Linked DNA regions of Mus musculus: all the other regions are linked to region 1. Evidence: chromatin contacts called from public Hi-C and HiChIP or PLAC-seq data. All regions are on one chromosome and are shown on one strand. The core of a region is the stretch at or near the end of the contact, and the rest is flanking DNA. Distances in the headings are between cores, read along the strand shown. Region 1 overlaps Sorbs1 (sorbin and SH3 domain containing 1). Region 2 holds the start of Aldh18a1 (aldehyde dehydrogenase 18 family, member A1). Region 3 overlaps Sorbs1 (sorbin and SH3 domain containing 1).

Region 1 (3,027 bases), core at 164-2,663:
CTCCTCAGACTCGGATCATACACCACCAGACCTAGTCAATGCCACACTGAGGATGGAAGCAGTCATGTCATGAACACTGGGCAGACAGTCTACCCTCAGCCTTGTTTCTGGGCTTTACAGGCAGGAAAGTGACCTGGCAGTGACAGATGTTACTGACAGGTGCTGACTCCAACAGGGCATCACTGGGAGGGACCTCATGCAACACATTTCCCAAACCCACTCAACTGTCAGCTCCACCATCCTGAATGAACATGCTGGAGAAACCCAGATACACCTAGGCTTCCATGTACCAGAGTCTAAAAACATGCTGGAGAAACCCAGATACACCTAGGCTTCCATGTACCAGAGTCTAAATTATTTATTTATTTATTTTTTTTTTTTTGGTTTTTCGAGACAGGGTTTCTCTGTATAGCACTGGCTGTCCTGGAACTCACTTTGTAGACCAGGCTGGCCTTGAACTCAGAAATCCACCTGCCTCTGCCTCCCGAGTGCTGGGATTAAAGGCGTGCACCACCACGTCTGGCCAGAGTCTAAATTCTTGATGCACAGGAAGGTATCTTTCAAGTCTTCCACACATCTCTCTCTACCTTTTGCTGGCCTGTGCTCCTCCAAGGACTCTGTTCTTCATCCCACCTCCACCCCAGTCTGCTCTTCAAAGCCTCTTCTCTCCCTTCTACCTCCTTTGGTGGGGGCTGCTTTTTCCTCTCACACAAGTACTGAACTTTCCAGAAACAAGTACAGCCACTGTTTACCAACATTCACGTGGAACTCTGACCCTCTCCATCCATTTCAGCCTCTACTCATTGCTCTGACTCTATATGAGGAAGCCCAGAAACAGAGCTAAGTGGGAGACAGTTGTCCTTAGAAGGCAGAGTAACTAGGAGAGCTGAGTAACACACAATGGAATTCTCCTTAGCAGAGAAGTCCATGAACATCCCCAGAGGTATGTCCCGAGGAGTAGTGAGCTAGTGAGCTGCAACCTAGGCATGCTAGGCATCACTATTCGAACCAGCTTGAACTAAGCTTTAAAAATGTGTTCTTTGTACAGATTGCTGCTGGAGAGGGACCTCAAAGCAGCCACTAATCAATCAGCCATAGCACTTTGGCTTCCAAGAGTTTCCTAGCTTGGCTATACTCATCACCATACTAAATGGGAGAAAACAGTATTTAGAAAGAGGAAAGTCTCCGACTCGACAGCAGGGATCTACCCTCATGTTTGAGAAGTTAGCAGTTCTCATAGCATGACCTGTGAGCCTAACACCATTCAGAACTCTGGAGACGGTCTTCTCACGAAAGGCCCATCGTTACACGCCCTGAGGTGGTGGGGGTGGCAGTTAGAGGAGGAAGGAGAGACTGTAAACTGACCCAGCCTCTGCTGTCAAGGAAGAAGCAGAGAGCATATAACCATATAAGGGAAAAGTGGCTCCCTGTTGCATCTGCTTGCAAAGAGTTAAGGAATGAGATACAGCGCATGGTCTGAGAAGGGTGATGATCTGTGTTCTGGCCCTGCTGTGGATGGGCTGTGGGGCCTTGGGCAAGCTCCTGCACCCCTCTGACTGTTTCTAGTTCTCCAAAAAGCAAGGGCATACTACAGGTATCTGAGTTCTTATTCAAGAGTGATGTTCCACAATACTATAATATTTAGAACACTTGCTGTGGGAATTACAGACAGGCAGGGAGGAAGGAAGATAGGAAAAGGAATATGAAATATGACAAAATCTGTTATTACTGAATGGCGATAGCATTAAGAAAATATCCACTGTGGCTTCAAACCAAAGGCCAAGCACAGTCAGTGCTCACAAACCAATCTTCATAGGCTCTTATGGAACTATGGGCATGCTATACTTTTTACTTGTGGGCCACTCTGCAGACATACTACAGGGCAGTGGCGTCCACTCGTGTTAGTGAGAATGTCCTCATCATAAATAACACCAGAGCCCACGCTCCCTGATCCACAGAAGAGCAGGACAGAGGGCAGTCCACAGTATGAGACTCCCGATCAAATATGAAATGCCAATTAGGTCACTATGTAGGATCCCTGGGAGACAAGGACACTTAGACACCGATATACTAACTCACCTAACTGTTCAATGAAAACAGAAGAAGGCGAGAGAGGATGAGAGCAGCCTGTCTTCCCTCTACTTCCCCGACAGGCAGGTTGCCCTGGGGGCAGAGATGGATTTCTACCTTCAAGTCACACACGTGGTGGCTCAGGAACTGGAGTGCTAAAACCAGGACTGAAATCATATGCGAAGACATTTGTCCATGGACAAATTGTTTCCGCCTGGCTGACTCAGTTTCCTTATCCAGGGAAGTGGGAACACTGTAAGACCCCATACCTCATGGAGTTACAGAGATCTGAAGGGATTGACACACAACAGGGCTCAGCACAAGGTTCACTACAAAAAAGCCTGTTGTCGCCTTCGGGAAAGGAGACCAAAGTTTTCATCCGATATCGAAAGTCCATGATGCAATAAAAAGTATGACCTGTTCAGAAACCTGTTCCTGGCATGGAACTAAGGCCATCCTTTGAGAGGGACCACTTTTTCCCAAGACTTCCTATCTTTCCAGGAGACAGGAATTAGAGGTTCTCTGGGTTCCCTGAACCCACGGGACACAAAAGAGAAAGCATAATCCTAGTACTTGGGATTTCTGAGTTCGCGGCCAGCCTGGTCTACAGAGTGAGTTCCAGGACAGCCAGGGCTAAACAGAGAAACCCTGTCTCGAAAAACAAACAAACAAACAAACAAACAAACAAAATTTTTTGCACTGAAACAAAGCTGTGGCTTGGAAATGCCTCCCTGGATTGCTTAAGGCCCCAGTTCCAAAGAAGAACAAAATCAAGGAGGGATCCAAGTCCAACTTCAGTTCCCACACACGCAGTTCCCGCTCACACCCAGCCAGGCAGAGCATGAGAGAGAACGTTCCCGGCAGGCTGGTGGTGTCTAGTCACCTCATCTGCTGGGGACCCGTGACATGCAGCAGAGTAATAGGTGCACAGGAAGGTGACATGATGGACTGGTGCGT
Region 2 (3,027 bases), core at 388-2,887, 130 kb after region 1:
CCGCTTTGTACCACCTCCCCAGACACTCTCATCTTCACATTGGACATAATCCTCCAGGTAGCTGGCTCATGTGTTACTGTTGCTCTCCCCAGACGGGCTCTAAGCTCCCCTTTGGGGTATGCTACACAGGGTGGGAATCCACACAACTTTAGATTGGATAGATCTAAGTGTTGGCTGTCCTTGCCATGGAGATTGCCAACTCAATCTCCTCATCTGTAAATGAGGGATAATAACGGTTTATATGGCCTGAGATCACCGTGGGAGTGACACAAGGCAAGGCTGGAAAGCGCCTGGGTGCACAGATAAGGCTATTGTCCACCCCCCTCTTCTGTCTTTTATAAGGCACTGACATTTCTTAACCTTTCCACTTACTTCCTTCACTGACACCAAAAGGTCAAAAGAGCCACTGATGGACAGCCGTGCTTAGTGGCAAACGCCTGTAATCCCAGCATTCGGGGGAAGTAGAGGCAAAAAGGATCAGAAGCCCGAGGTCGTTCTCAGCACACAGCCAGTTCTAGGCCAGCCTGGGCTACATAAGACCCTGTCTCAGAAAAGATTCTGATCGGGTCACATGCATAGTTCTAGACTGTTTACCCCTCTCTTGTCTAAGCACAGAAAGCTCTGAACGTCTGAGATCCTTGGAGGTATGAGGTCTACCATTTGTCTCTGGCCCAGGGAGGCAAGATCTTATATTGCAAACGACTGTTCAACCAGTCAGTTTGTTGTGACAGCAAAAACCAGACAGGTGATGCAAAAGCCCAAAGGGTATATACGTGGAGACTCTGTGATCGAGAGAGAAGTTCTTATATTTTAACTCAGAACAGCTTTCAAGTGACTAGACACAAACACACGGAGAGCTCTTATCTCACTTAGAGAAGTGAACTTCAGTCTCAACAAACTACCCAGAAAAACACATGCTGAGTTCATGGTTCACTACTTAATAGAAAGACAGAAACTCAAAGATAAATGTTGTTGCTTCGGAGGGTGGGGGAATAAGGCTGGGGTATGGCGTGCGGGGTGAAGAATCTGAGCGCACCCTTTCTGTGCCAGGAGATAATTATCACACACGGGGTCTCCGGGAATAACCCTGGCTGCAGGGAGAATCTCCTATGTACAGGTTCCATATGTCAGGTCGCGAGCCACAGAGAATTGCAGACTCAGGCCCTGGGAGTGCGTCCGTGGATGGTTTCACACCAGGTGTATGACTACTCGCAGCACAGGAGCCCTGGAAGCCGGTTGTGGACTTGGTAGGAAGAGGCTGCAGGGTCCTCCAGCCTCCGCTGGTAGCATACCCAAAAGATGGCCAGAGATCCCTGGGCCTCCTAAACCCTGCACCGGGAGCTGTGCATGAGCATCTCAGAGCACCTGGCTGCCCCGCGCCGCCGCCGGCTCCCGTGTCCACGCCCCTCCGGACCCGCGGCTGCACCCCGCATCTCCCCCTTTCAGTGAGTGTACCCCTTGCCCGGTGCTGCCCAGCCACCTACCTGCTGGCCGCCGACCCCAGCCCTGGACCACTCTTCGCGGCGACCGCCCTCTCCTCCGCCTTTTCTTCCGTCTACGTCCAGCTCTCCGGAGTTGCGTCAGCCGCGTTAGACTGAAGCCCCGTAGCGCCGCTGACGTTGGGAGACGGGTCTGACCCACGCTACGCCACGGCAACGGCGCAGGCGCTTCTGAGAATCGCGCCCACGCTCCACGTGGCGGCCCCCTCCCATCCCCAGGCTCCGCGCCCGCAGAGTATAGGGGCGGGGCTTCGAGCACCCAGAAAGGAACCTCCCCAGACAGCTTCCCAGAAAGGTAAGGAAGACTGGCTTCTAGTTGCTGATGGATTTCATAAAGCGTGTTTGACAGTTGATCGTCTATATGTCAGACTCACATTAGAAATAGATTGAATCAACAAAGACCGTCTCCCTCAAAACAAAAACAAAAACAAAGACTGGCTATTGAAAAAAATTGGCACCATGGTAAAACAAGTTGGCACCTAGTTACCCGAAAATAACAGCCCAAGTGTTTTCAGCAAAGGTGGTGGTAAGAATACTGCATTTTAAGACGGTGTGTTTAATCTCTGATTATTAATAACCACTGATTATCCCAAAGTTGAATGCATAACGGACACAGATCATCTCCTTCCGGGCTGGCAACGTTCTCGTCCCATAGCACCGTTCGTTGCAGGGAGGCCATTGTCTAGAGAAGGTCAACTGTGGCTGAAAATTGGTTCTTTATGCTTTTGTAGTCCTGACAATGCTACTGAGCCTATTCATTCATTTTCTAATTCACTAAAGGGAACTTACCACTACTTCTCAGTCCATGATGCAGGAGTATGGGGGGAAGGGCAGGGGGCGGGGAGCGGGGGGGAGTGGGGGGAAGGGCTAAAAGGAGGTTTCAGCTTAGGAGAGATCCACGCTCATGGATGATAGGTTTGCAGAAGAGAACATCTGGCTGGGAGCTCACCATACAAAGATTTTGAATCTTATGGGTCACCAAGTCAGTGAATCCAAACTTCTAAAGCCCTGGAATGATATGATCAGGTTTTTGTGTCGGAAATCAGCACAGAGGTGTAGAAACTGGGAAGTGGGTTAGCCTATTGCAAAGCGCCCTGTAAGAAATAAAGCAGACGAAAGGCGCCGACAGGGGGCGTGGGAGCAAAAAGGAAGGCGCGCTCACAGCACTTTTTGCTAAGGGTTGAGTACCAGGAAGAGGAGTTCTTTGAAATGAAATGTGCGTCGGCATATGAGATCTAGGAAGAAGCTGAGAAAATCTGTGCTTTGGGAAGGGTGTTGGCGCCAGGACGCGTTAAATTTTGAGCACGTTGAGGGTGGGGAGGTGGGGCATTAAAGAGAAACAAAACAGCAGGCGCTGATTAGATCTGGTACCCGGGCTTCTAAAAAAAGTGGGGGGGGGGGGGTGCGTGTGGGTGTGTGTCAGGGGTGTAACTAGACTAAGGGACTGGAGCTAAGTTAGAAGGCGATTCTGATTCTTCAGTTCACCCACAGATCACCTTATTGTAATTGCTTGTCTGTCTTCCCTCCT
Region 3 (3,027 bases), core at 254-2,753, 67 kb before region 1:
TTCTGACTGTGGTTCACTGTAACTAACTGACTCTGTGGCTAACAGAGGCCTGCTGTCTTTAGCAGGCTGAGTGTCCCTCCTTCAGGAAAGTCAGTAACGAGGCAGGGAAGGAGAACAGACCACGCTACTTCTCAGAGCACAGAGCCAAGTGTTTCTATGCAGCTAAGTCAAGTCAACTCCACACTTACTTCCTACATCCCCACACCTGCCAAACTGCTCAGAGTCCAGCTTCCTGATCTAAAATTACCACAATGAGGATGAGAGGGCGAGGCTGGAGCTTACAGCGTGTCTTTGGGTGGGACTCAACACCCTGCCCATGTCTGTTTGGGGGTGGGGTGGGGGGAAGTAATGAGAAAGCAAGTTTCCTTTCCCCCTGCTCTTTATTCCTGCCCCCAACACCCCCTCTTCCATGGGGAGGAAACCACAAAACTCACAGCACATCCCAGACCACATGGCAACCCCAGGGAGCGCCTAGCCCCATCAAGAGAGTAAGTGACTGGTGTTATAAAACTATTAGGAAAGCCAAACCTTGGTCATAGGAACATCAGGCAAACTGGCAAATCTACAGCCCAGCTGTACGATCCTGGACGCATAGCCAGATCTGTCCAACTTCTGAGCTCCACCCATCCCACTCTGACTACACAGAACTTTGAATCAGAAATGTACACCCCCCCCCCCACCTCTTGGAGAGGAGAGGCAGGAAGGAACTGCAGGCGAAGCCAGAGAGGGGCTGGAGTGCTCTGGGAAATGGCCCTGAGTATCACACGGGGAGTCACCATCCAACATCTACAGGAGCTGCTTCACATTCAGCCTGACTCAGAGGTTTGAGGCCAGGCTAACTCTCCCGGAAACACAGTTTTCACAGAAGTATTGGGAGTTGCAAACTTCTCAGGAGAGAGCCCCACTACAAAGAAGGTTCAGCCTCTACAGTAAGCCTTCTAAAGCAAGGAAGACAAGGCTGCAGCCTCAGGCTCTTCCCTTACTCCTCCCTGGCTTACACACTTGCAGACAGACCACACACACGCACACGCACACGCACACTCGCGCGCGCGCGCACACACGCACACACAGAGGAAACAACTTAGGGAGAGGAAATGCCTTCTACACATGCGAGGATTAGGGCTCACAGTATGGTGTTAGGAGCAAAGAAGGAAAGAAACCATGCATGATCGGACAATTAAAAGAAACAGCCCCAAAGAGAGATACCTGGAGGGAGTACTAGGCCTGAAGGGCTTTTCACTGTCTTCACGGGAATTATTTTAACAGCAGATATAGAGCGAGCACGGAAAGGGTCGGCTGTTGGAAACACAAGAGGGTAAACGGTGCATCCAGAAACAACATTTGGGAGCCGCTCAGGCAAGTCGAGGAACTGTGTGGGGACAATAGGAGGAAACTGCCTACGCCACAAGAACAATGAAGAGAGCCGTGGATGCAGTCCTTAAAAATAGCCTGCTTTCTCTCTCTGGGGTTCTGGGCCAAGATGGCTGAAGCTTTCTGAGGCCATCACTCAGATGGAGTTGATCCATGGGTATTGGCAGCCCCTGGCACAGGGAGCTTGCCAGGGCTGGACAGAGATGTACAGAGACACAGATGGCCTGGCAAGTAGAGGAAGGGGGATACAATCAGAGTACGAGGTGTCCCTTAGGAACAGTGGGTCATCTGCTGTACAACCGGGAATTTGAGGACGGGGCCATGGCTGTAGGTTGAGTGCAGCTAAAAGGGGGAATGCCCTTGTAGACTGCCTGGTCCTTCAGGCCTCAAAGCTGCTTCTTTCAAAGCATACCTTTTAGGGTCCTGTACCTGCTCTGACCCCCATCTGCTGGGAAACAGATGGTGCTGCTTAATCCCACTCTTTGCTAGAAAAGAGGTGCCAAGTGGATGAGGAAGGCTCTGGACAGCACCCCAGTACACAGCGCTGGATGCCGAGACCCCATTTCTTGCCTGCCTAGACCACCCATCTCAATGACAGGCACATCACCAAACCTCCCTTGCAGATGCAGCATGGTGCCAGAGTAACCCCAATGGACTGTGCCCAGGGGTCTCAGAGTCACAGAAAACAGAATGACACGGGGTAGGTCTGCTTGGAAATAAGAGACTATTGACTCAGCACCACGTGACTGGGATTGCCAAGTGGGCAGGAAGGAATGGAAGGAAAGTGGACAGCGCCCATTCTGTCCATCCTGCTGCTGCTTCGGAAGGCACACAGCACGCACACAGTCTATGTTTACAATAACTGAGACAGGAGCGACAATTCTGCATAGATCTAGATTGAATGAACTTCTCACAGGAATCCTGTTCACTGTACCTTACAATCACTTGGGAGACTGCGCTGGGGTGGGAAGCAGATTTGGGGTGCTGTTTTCAGCCAATCACTCAGTCACTTGTTCTACCTTTGTTCTCAAGTGCAGAGGCTGAGGCAGGAGCCCAGTTATCCTGGCTCGGTGTCCATTGCAGGCCATTCTGATGACCTTTAGGTTACACCTGTCTCCTTGTTTCCTACCAAACGTGAGTCTAGCTAAGGCAGAGGGAAGCCATCACTACTGCTGTGATGTATCTCACACACACATCCTCCCCCCCCCAACATCACACACAAACTCTTTTAATAAAAGTTTCTTCTATATACAGATTTAAAGAGTGAAACTGGTGATCCCAGGATTTCAGAAGCCCCTCCCATGCTCCCAGTTTAAATATTCCCTTGCAGCCCTCCCACAGCACGCCCCCCCTCAATATTCCCTACGTGCAAGACAGCCAAGACAGCCCCAAGACCCTAAGAGTATAGCTCACAAGAACTGAATGGAGGAGGGCAGCAAGCTAGGGAGGTGAGGGATAAAAATGGCATAGATGTCCTGTGCCCAAGGAACTCAGCCTCATGCCACCCAGGCCTCCCACCCCTCATCTTCTGCCCTCTGTCTTCTCTCTCCGGAGGATTCCTCCTGAGTGCACATCTTGCCTTTTCAAAGGGGATATTTGGGTGCATTTGATGAAAATTACAAAAGCTAAATATGACAAACTCTGAAATTATTCTTT

Evidence for each region. HiChIP or PLAC-seq counts read pairs in DNA pulled down with a chosen protein or histone mark. Hi-C and Micro-C count contacts between places; a contact is called where the count stands out from the background.
Region 2: a CTCF HiChIP or PLAC-seq map of the NIH/3T3 cell line shows a contact between it and region 1, with 16 read pairs. The contact joins the promoter of Aldh18a1 here to the enhancer-like site in region 1. A contact is called at or near these places in 1 of 15 datasets of contacts at CTCF or cohesin (the NIH/3T3 cell line), 3 of 115 datasets of contacts at active chromatin or transcription factors (embryonic stem cells, intestinal crypt epithelium and intestinal villus epithelium) and 2 of 9 other capture datasets (adipose tissue and liver).
Region 3: a contact with region 1 is called in a Hi-C map of liver, with 2.7 times the contacts expected there. The contact joins two enhancer-like sites. A contact is called at or near these places in 1 of 39 promoter capture datasets (macrophages), 13 of 484 Hi-C or Micro-C datasets (brown adipocytes, cerebellar granule neurons, cerebellum and 6 more), 6 of 115 datasets of contacts at active chromatin or transcription factors (cardiomyocytes, embryonic fibroblasts, embryonic stem cells and 3 more) and 3 of 9 other capture datasets (adipose tissue, liver and pancreatic islet).

What each region holds. Positions count from the first base shown.
Region 1 is chr19:40,461,703-40,464,729 of GRCm38.p6, forward strand. All of the region lies in intron 1 of Sorbs1 (sorbin and SH3 domain containing 1), which reads right to left. Among named protein-coding and RNA genes, the nearest start is that of Sorbs1, 51 kb to the right of the region's middle. Within about 2 kb of position 1,414, at least 55 of the 459 cell types and tissues checked have an H3K27ac peak or open chromatin away from gene starts, as enhancers often do. A contact at or near this core is called in the NIH/3T3 cell line, intestinal villus epithelium and liver, where this site is marked.
Region 2 is chr19:40,586,826-40,589,852 of GRCm38.p6, forward strand. It overlaps Aldh18a1 (aldehyde dehydrogenase 18 family, member A1), which reads right to left and starts at 1,638. Exons shown (of 19, transcript NM_019698.2): 1 at 1,485-1,638. Gm27042 (a long non-coding RNA gene) reads left to right here and starts at 1,707. Exons shown (of 4, transcript XR_386705.4): 1 at 1,707-1,794.
Region 3 is chr19:40,394,473-40,397,499 of GRCm38.p6, forward strand. All of the region lies in intron 4 of Sorbs1 (sorbin and SH3 domain containing 1), which reads right to left. Among named protein-coding and RNA genes, the nearest start is that of A930028N01Rik, 99 kb to the left of the region's middle. Within about 2 kb of position 1,504, at least 51 of the 459 cell types and tissues checked have an H3K27ac peak or open chromatin away from gene starts, as enhancers often do. A contact at or near this core is called in liver, where this site is marked.